Linked DNA regions of Oryctolagus cuniculus: region 1 is linked to region 2. The links are chromatin contacts, called in public Micro-C maps. All regions are on one chromosome and are shown on one strand. Each heading gives the region's core, a stretch centred on a gene start, on an enhancer-like site or on the middle of the called end of the contact. The rest is flanking DNA. Distances are from core to core; before and after follow the strand shown. Region 1 overlaps LOC103351585 (a long non-coding RNA gene). Region 2 holds the start of MAP3K14 (mitogen-activated protein kinase kinase kinase 14).

Region 1 (3,701 bases), core at 256-2,755, 50 kb before region 2:
TGCTTTCCTACGCCATAGCAGGGAGCTGGATCGGAAGTGGAGCAGCTGGGACTCGGAACTGGGACCTTTGAGGATGCCAGTGATGCAGGTGGAGGCTTAACCCGCTCATAGGCACTGTGCCACTGCGCTGGCCCCTGAACTTCATTCTTTATGGCCCATGGGACAGAATGAATAATTGGTAGAGAGGGGTCCCGTGTGCCCATCACCCACTTCCCCCAGGGGTGACATCTTACATAACTCCAGTGCGTTAGCAAAACCAGGGAAGTGACTGGCAGGCGCTGACCACAGCTGCCGGACTGCGGCCCTCACCTGATCTTGCCATTCTGCACGCACCCATGTTTCGGTCATCTTTGTGCACAACTCCCTGGCACTTTATCACAGGTGCACAGCTGCACTTTATCACAGGTGCACAGCCGCAGTCAAGGCACAGAACGGCTCAATCAGCTCTATGGTCTGGGGAGGGTGTTTGATACAGCTGTTAGGACGCTCCCGAGGTTCATGTCAGAGGGCCCAGGTTCAGGTCCCAGCTCAGCCCCCAGCGCTAGCTTCTTGCGGAAGCAGATTCTGGGAGACAGGAAGTAGTGGCTCAAGCAGCTGGGTCCCTGCCACCCATGAGGCTGGCTCCTGGCTTTGACCTGGCCCAAACCCGACTATTGCAGGTATTTGAGGAATGAACAGTAGATAGGAGAACTCTGTCCTGTCTCTCTGCCCTTCAAATAGATAAACAAACAAACATTAGAAAAATGGGGCCCAGTGTAGTGGCACAGTGGGTTACACTGCCACCTGCAACACCAACATCTCCTATGAGTCCTTGGGCCCCTGCACCCACATGGGAGACCCGGAGGAAGCTCCTGGCAGGCCCCCCCCCCCCCCCCCCCCCCGCTCCGCCCCGCAACCTTGCGTTTCTCCCATCGCCGCGATTTTTACCTGGGGACTGTAATACACGTGGACTCACACAAGGGGGAGCTCTTCCAGCCATCCTGTCCCTCTCCGCTTCGTGCCGCCAGATCCATTCAAGTGGCCGCGGGTACCAGTCCTACTGAGTAGTATTCCACAGCTACGCTTTTAAAGAGGGTCTCTCGGCTGCAGGGAAGGATGGAGAGCAATGAGGAAACTTCTAGTATCCACAGACGCATCCCAGCCAGACCTCATGCCATGTCTGCTCAGCCTGGAGCTGGCCCTGATTTTAGGCCTGCTGTGTGAGCATCTGCCAGAGATATTGGAGTGCTGGAAGCAGAGCTGCCAGCAGGGGGTGCTAAATGCCTATTGCCCAAGGGGTGATTCCAACTGGGCACAGGAGGAGGCTTAGCATGAGCTCTGGGCCTTTGTGCAAGTGGGCCAAGAAAACTCCGGCTTGTCTCCCTCTCGACCTCAACCCACAGGTTCGCATCCAGCCCTGAGCTCCAAGGCTGGGAGATGAGGCTGATGATGTAGCCCCCCGGGGAGAGGCAGGGTGAGTCCTGGAGGAGGTGGGCTGGGTGGGCAGAGAGAAGCCCATTAGCTTCCCTGAGCTCAGGCTACAGGGCTGGGCTTCAGCACCTCTGCCTGCCCATCCTCCCCACTCCAAAAACTACTGCCCTTCCCCAGCCTGCTTCTTCCACACCTGGAGCCTTAGGCTTTGCCCCTGTGTTCTACATCCCCTGTCAGTCTCCTCCCTGCCTGCAAGTCACCACCCTGTGCCCTGCAGCCATGTGGTTTTAGCACCAGTCACAGGTGCAGGCTGGGCACTTACTGTGTTGGCTTCTGCCACTGCAGGGGAGCCAGGCCAACATTCCCAGGGGCCCAGGAGTCAGCCGCCTCTGGTTCCTCTGCCGGGTGGTGGGCACCCTCCTCAGACGTGCACCTGCACCCCTCACCATCGGAATCCAGCCCACTCTCTCTGCACCATTTTTTTTTAATTTTTGACAGGCAGAGTTGACAGTGAGAGAGAGAGACAGAGAGAAAGGTCTTCCTTTGCCGTTGGTTCACCCTCCAATGGCTGCTGCGGCCGGCGCGCTGCGGCTGGTGCACCACGCTGATCCGAAGGCAGGAGCCAGGTGCTTCTCCTGGTCTCCCATGGGGTGCAGGGCCCAAGCACTTGGGCCATCCTCCACTGCCTTCCCGGGCCACAGCAGAGAGCTGGCCTGAAAGAGGGGCAACCAGGACAGAATCCGGCGCCCCGACCGGGACTAGAACCCAGTGTGCCGGCGCCGCAAGGTGGAGGATTAGCCTAGTGAGCGGTGGCGCCGGCCTCTCTGCCATTTTTACCCCATCTCCAGCTCCCTGGCCCCTGGCTCCTAGCTACCCACTCACTCACTGGTGCTCAGCCTCCCTGGGTGTCTCTCTCACCAGCACCTGCAGGTCGCCACCTCCACATCCTTGTGCAAGGTGTCCCCCCGTGCCAGCTGACCTCCCCCTGTTCTCTGCCACCAGCCCCACTCCTCCAGGAAGCTGTCAGTGCACAGCACGGAGCGGCCTTTTAAAAATGTGAGTCTCAGCCTCTGTGTCCCCAAATGTGTGTGTTGTGTGCACTTTGAATAGACTCTCCCCGTGCGGCCCTGCCAAAGAAAGCCGAGCGCACTTAGCACCTGCCTGGAAATCTTCTCCTTCGTGCCCGGGTGCCCACAGCCTGGCTCTCAGGAGGGCCCAGCGAAGACTTTTTCTTTTTTTTTTTTAAGATTTATTTACTTATTTGAAAGTCAGAGTTACACAGAGAGAGGAGAGGCAGAGAGACAGAGAGAGGTCTTCCATCTGATGGTTCACAATGGCCACAATGGCCGGAGCTGCACCGATCAGAAGCCAGGAGCCAGGAGCTTCTTCCAGGTCTCCCCTGTGGGTGCAGGGGCCCAGGACTTGGGCCATCTTCTGCTTTCCCAGGCCATAGTAGAGAGCTGAATGGGAAGTGGAGCAGCCGGGTCTTGATGCTGGCGCTTCAAGCCAGGGTGTTAACCAACCCACTGCGCCACAGCGCCAGTCCCCACAAAGACTTTTTTTTTCAACATTTCTTTCTTCCTTTTCTTTCTGTCTCTCTCCCTTTCTTTCTTGACAGAGTGAGGGGCTGCGTGTTGTGGTGCACAGGGCCTAAGCTACTGCCTGAGGTGCCAGCATCCCATATGGGAGCCAGTTCGAGTCCCAGCTGTTCCACTTAAGACCCAGCTCCCTGCTAATGGCCTGGGAAAGCAGCGGAAGATGGCCCAAGCGCTTGGGTCCCTGCATCCACGTGGGAGACTCAAAAGAAGCTCTGGCTCCTGGCTTCAGCCTGGCCCAGCCCTGGTCATTTTGGCAATTTGGGGAGTGAACCAGTGGGTGGAAGACCTCTCTCTGTGTCTCTCTATCTGCCTCTCTCTCTCTCTCTGTAACTTTGCCTTTCAAATAAAAAATAAATCTTCAGAAATTTTTTTTACTAAAACATCTTTTAATTCCAATTTCCATGTACTTTTCGAAGTATGCTACATAACCAATAAATAAAACACGCCCAATTTCATAAGTCATCAGAGAAATGCAAATTAAAGACACGTGATATCAGCGTGCACATCCACCAGGGCTAAAATGAAACCGAGTTCCAGGAGCGAACGCCAGCACGGCCGGGCAGCAACGGGCACTTCTACTCCCTCAATGGCACCAGTTGCTCTGGGAAGCCACACACACCTGCATCACCCTGGGACCCAGGAATCTGATTCACAGCTATGGTTCCCTCAGAAACGAGTGCTTAGTGTCCCCAA
Region 2 (3,637 bases), core at 951-3,450:
TCCTGAATATGTTCCCTTCGGGTGAGCAGTGGTTTGTTCCTCCCCTGCAACCTGACAGGAAACTCCTCCAGGGCTGCAGCTTGAGATCAACACCGTTCCTCCCCTCCCATGAACACACACTAGTGGTAGTGGGTAGACTGAGACACCTAATATTGAGGGGGGGTAGGTGAGGACATGCAGGGGACCCTGAACCAAGAAGTGTCCAGGGAAGATGGGTAAGAATGTCCTAAAGAATGAATGGTTGGGGCCGGCGCTGTGGCGCAGCAGATTTAGCCTCCACTAGGGAAACCCACCTCCCAAATCAGAGTGCCTGGTTCTGTTTCTGCTTCTGACTTTGAGTAAAACCCTGGGAAGCGGCTCCGTCACTTGGATCCCTGCCTCCCACGCTGGGAAGCGCAGACTGAGTTCTGGGCTCTTGGCTCTGGCCTGGCCCATCCCCAGCTGTTGTTTGCATCTGGGGACCAAACCAGCAGCTGGAAGAGCTCTGTCCCTTTTACTTTCAAACAAAATAAACCTTTTAAAAGGGAGCGAGAAAGGCAAAGGCGAGGCAGGGAGCATCCATAGGCTCAGGCTGTGCCCACGTCTTTCCTGAGAAGTGGCGTGCCCAGAGGCAAACAGGTGGTGGGAAGAATGAGATGGCATCAAAGGCTGCTGACACCAACCTGCACAGCTGGCCAGGCTGTCTCTCCGTGACTCACTGAAACGACTCTGGGCTCTGGAGGTGGAATGAGCTTTGGGCTTCCCAGCCAGTCGGTCAAGGGCAGAGACAGGAGACACACCAGAGGCTGTCTGGCTCCGAAACACAGACTCTAAGGGAACCATACTGGGGTCACAGCCTCCAGGGGCCAGACAGACGGCACGAGGTTAAATGGCTGTGTATAAGAGGACAGGGGCTATTCAGAACCTCAGGCTTTTGGGTATTCAAACTCAAATAAAAGCCGGTGGGCCAGCCAAGCAGAACATATTTTTGGCATGGGTGAGCGGGGGAAGCCCTCGAGTTTTGAGTGTTCCGTTCCTGTCTAAACAAATGGTCCTCCCCGTCCACCAACTGCACCCACAGTGGGATCACAGGGGTGGGTGCAGAGCTTCAGAGAGCGGCTTTGAGCCACCAGAGTGACTGCAAGGGGGTCCTGAGCACTTGGTGGCCAGGCCTCGGCGTAAATACGTCCACAGCGGGGTGCGCCTTCCCTCTCAAGCCAGCTTTGGATGGGGCCTGCCAGCCAGGACACTAGAACCATCACCACACTTGCCACGGGCCCCTGCCGGAGGCGGGAAGCCCAGGGCAGAGGCTCATCTTGTATTTTGCAAACTTAAAAAAAAATTAGTCTGGAACTTTTTTTTTTTAGTTGATTGATTTTTTATGTATCGAAGCGGCAGAGCAACAGAGAGAGCGGAGAGAGCTTCCATCCGCTGGTCACGCCCCAAATGCCGGCAACAGCCAGGGATGGGCTAGGCCAAGCCAGGAGCCAGGAACTCCCCCTGGGTCTCCCACGGGAATGGCCGGAACCCAAGTGTCTGAGTCTCTCAGGTGCCTCTCAGGGTGCACATTCCCAGGATGCTGTACCGGAAGTGAGGCCACACTCCATCCCAGGCACTCGGACACGGGACGCCCGCGTCGCCTTAGTGCGCTGTGCCCCTGGAATTCTTTATTGCAGATAAAATACAAACTCACTGCAGGCCAGCACAGGTTAGAAAAGAAAAAAATATCCGCACCTCCCCTACTCGGCCCCCCCACCCCCACTCAGACAGAAATACTCGGACCCCTCAGTGCCTATCCAGACTCCAGGTCCCGCCTTTGCTGACGGAAAGCCACCGTCTTTCCGTGGCCTGTACCCCAACAAGCAGACACTCCCACAGCGCCGGCGCCCCGCTGCTGCTCCACGCCAGCCCCCCGCGCGCACCCACCGCACCCTCCACGTCCACACCCTCGGCTCCCCAAGCCGTAGCCTAACTCTTCCTCAGAGACTCCACAGCGCCAGGCGCACAGTAAGTGCTCAACAAAACTTTTCCTACCCGCTAGCCCCGTCTCAGCCGCCACCGCCCGGCAGCAAAGAGAAAAACTGAGGTAACCCGGAACCGGGACCGCCTCGTCGTCGCCACGGCAACCGGAGCCAGGGCTGGGAGTTCCCACGCATGCGTACACTCTCCCTTCTTTCCCGTAACTTCAAGAACTGGACCGGTAAAAAAAAAAAAAAAAAAAAACTGCCAAGAGCCGAGTGCGCATGCGCGGCCGCCTCCGCCTTCTGTCCACCGTCCGCCCTTCAATCGCTTCTGCATAAATCTCGTCCGGAACTGATGCCCATTTCTGGAAACCAGGTCTCGCTAGCCTATCGTTGCTAGGGAGCGGGACGATGGGCCAATCACGACGGGCTGTGTCATTAGCTGGCTTGGAAGAGTGGGTGGGGACAAGGGTCGCGCGGCGGCCAGAGAAAGGAGGCGGGAAGCGAGGCGACGCGGCCGCCGCCGGCGGGGGCGGGGCTCCGGGGGCGGCAGGGACGGCGGTGGAGGGGGCGGGGCCGGGCGGGGCGGGGCGACCGAGGGCCCCGAGCGCCGTGGTGGGCGGCCGGCGGTGAGGGACCACGGGCCAGCGCGGATAGCACTCGCTCGGTTGGGGAGATCAGCGCGCGGCCGGTAGGTGACTGGGCCGGACCCCGGGTCCCGGCGCGGGGCGCTGAGAGAGCGACGGGGAGGGATCTCTTGTCAGTCCCGGGCGGGGCCGCGGCCTGACCGGCCGCCCCGGGATAGTGGTGGTGGTCGGCGGCCCGGGTGGGACCCACGAGCGCCGCCCCGCCGCCGTCCGCCAGCGCGCTCTCGCACGCGCCGTTCGCGCCACGGTCGCGCGCCGTGCTGGCCAGAGCCGCCAGGCCGCGCTCGCCCGCGGGCCCCACGCTGGCCCTGGGCGCGCGCAGGAGCGCCCTGCTTCCCCTTCCTCGGCGGCGGGGGCCACGGCACTGCTCCGCCCCGCGCCCTGGGCGCCCCCCACAGGCCCCGAAGCCGTTTGTGACCTTCCGTGGGAAGTTCTTGGGGAGTCACACCCCAAGACCGGGAAGAGGAGCGGAGTCTGTTCCGGGGGCCCAGCGGGCAGCCGGCTGGCCGCAGCATCCTCCGACCTTCTCCTGACCCCAGCCCTGCTGGAAGCCTGCGCGCCCGCTCAAGACTTCACAGGTCGCTTGAGAGACACCGTTGCTGTGCCGGAGGCCCAGTGTGGCCCGGGCATGTGCAGCCCAGCCGCCGGGTACCGGCGGAGAGAGGCCGCTGGTGCAGTGCAAAGATTCGCCCACCTGTCCTGGAGCCCTCCCTTGGCGCTCAGGAACTTGACAAAGTGCTGGCTTTGAAGGGAGGTTAAAACGTTGTCCTGAAGCTTGCACGAGGTGGGAAGGAGCGTGCCAAGGACCCGAGTGGCATACACGGCAAGATTGTTTTTGTTCGCTGGAGACCATGAACACCCATGAACTCACAAAGCAAAATGAAGTGCAGTGTGAGAGCAGGGCCGCCTTACAAAATGGCAGTCTGAAGTTTATTCCAGGAAAAACGTTGAAAAGCCAGTAGCTAGAAATGTGGTCCTTTTGAAAGATTAGAGGGAGATAGTATCTGAACGTCGGCCGTGTGTTTTCACTTAGTGTGCTCGGATACCTGT

The links. A called contact is a pair of places that touch in the nucleus more often than the background predicts.
Region 1: a Micro-C map of ear pinna shows a contact between it and region 2, with 3 times the contacts expected there. The contact joins the enhancer-like site here to the promoter of MAP3K14 in region 2. A contact is called at or near these places in 2 of 6 Hi-C or Micro-C datasets (ear pinna and an unstated tissue).

The regions. Positions count from the first base shown.
Region 1 is chr17:18,560,930-18,564,630 of mOryCun1.1, reverse strand. LOC103351585 (a long non-coding RNA gene) reads right to left here. Exons shown (of 4, transcript XR_007911546.2): 3 at 928-1,083. Among named protein-coding and RNA genes, the nearest start is that of ARHGAP27, 37 kb to the left of the region's middle. Within about 2 kb of position 1,505, at least 1 of the 8 cell types and tissues checked has an H3K27ac peak or open chromatin away from gene starts, as enhancers often do.
Region 2 is chr17:18,512,032-18,515,668 of mOryCun1.1, reverse strand. MAP3K14 (mitogen-activated protein kinase kinase kinase 14) reads left to right here and starts at 2,200. Exons shown (of 16, transcript XM_008271593.4): 1 at 2,200-2,316. It overlaps LOC103351585 (a long non-coding RNA gene), which reads right to left and starts at 2,499. Exons shown (of 4, transcript XR_007911546.2): 1 at 2,014-2,499.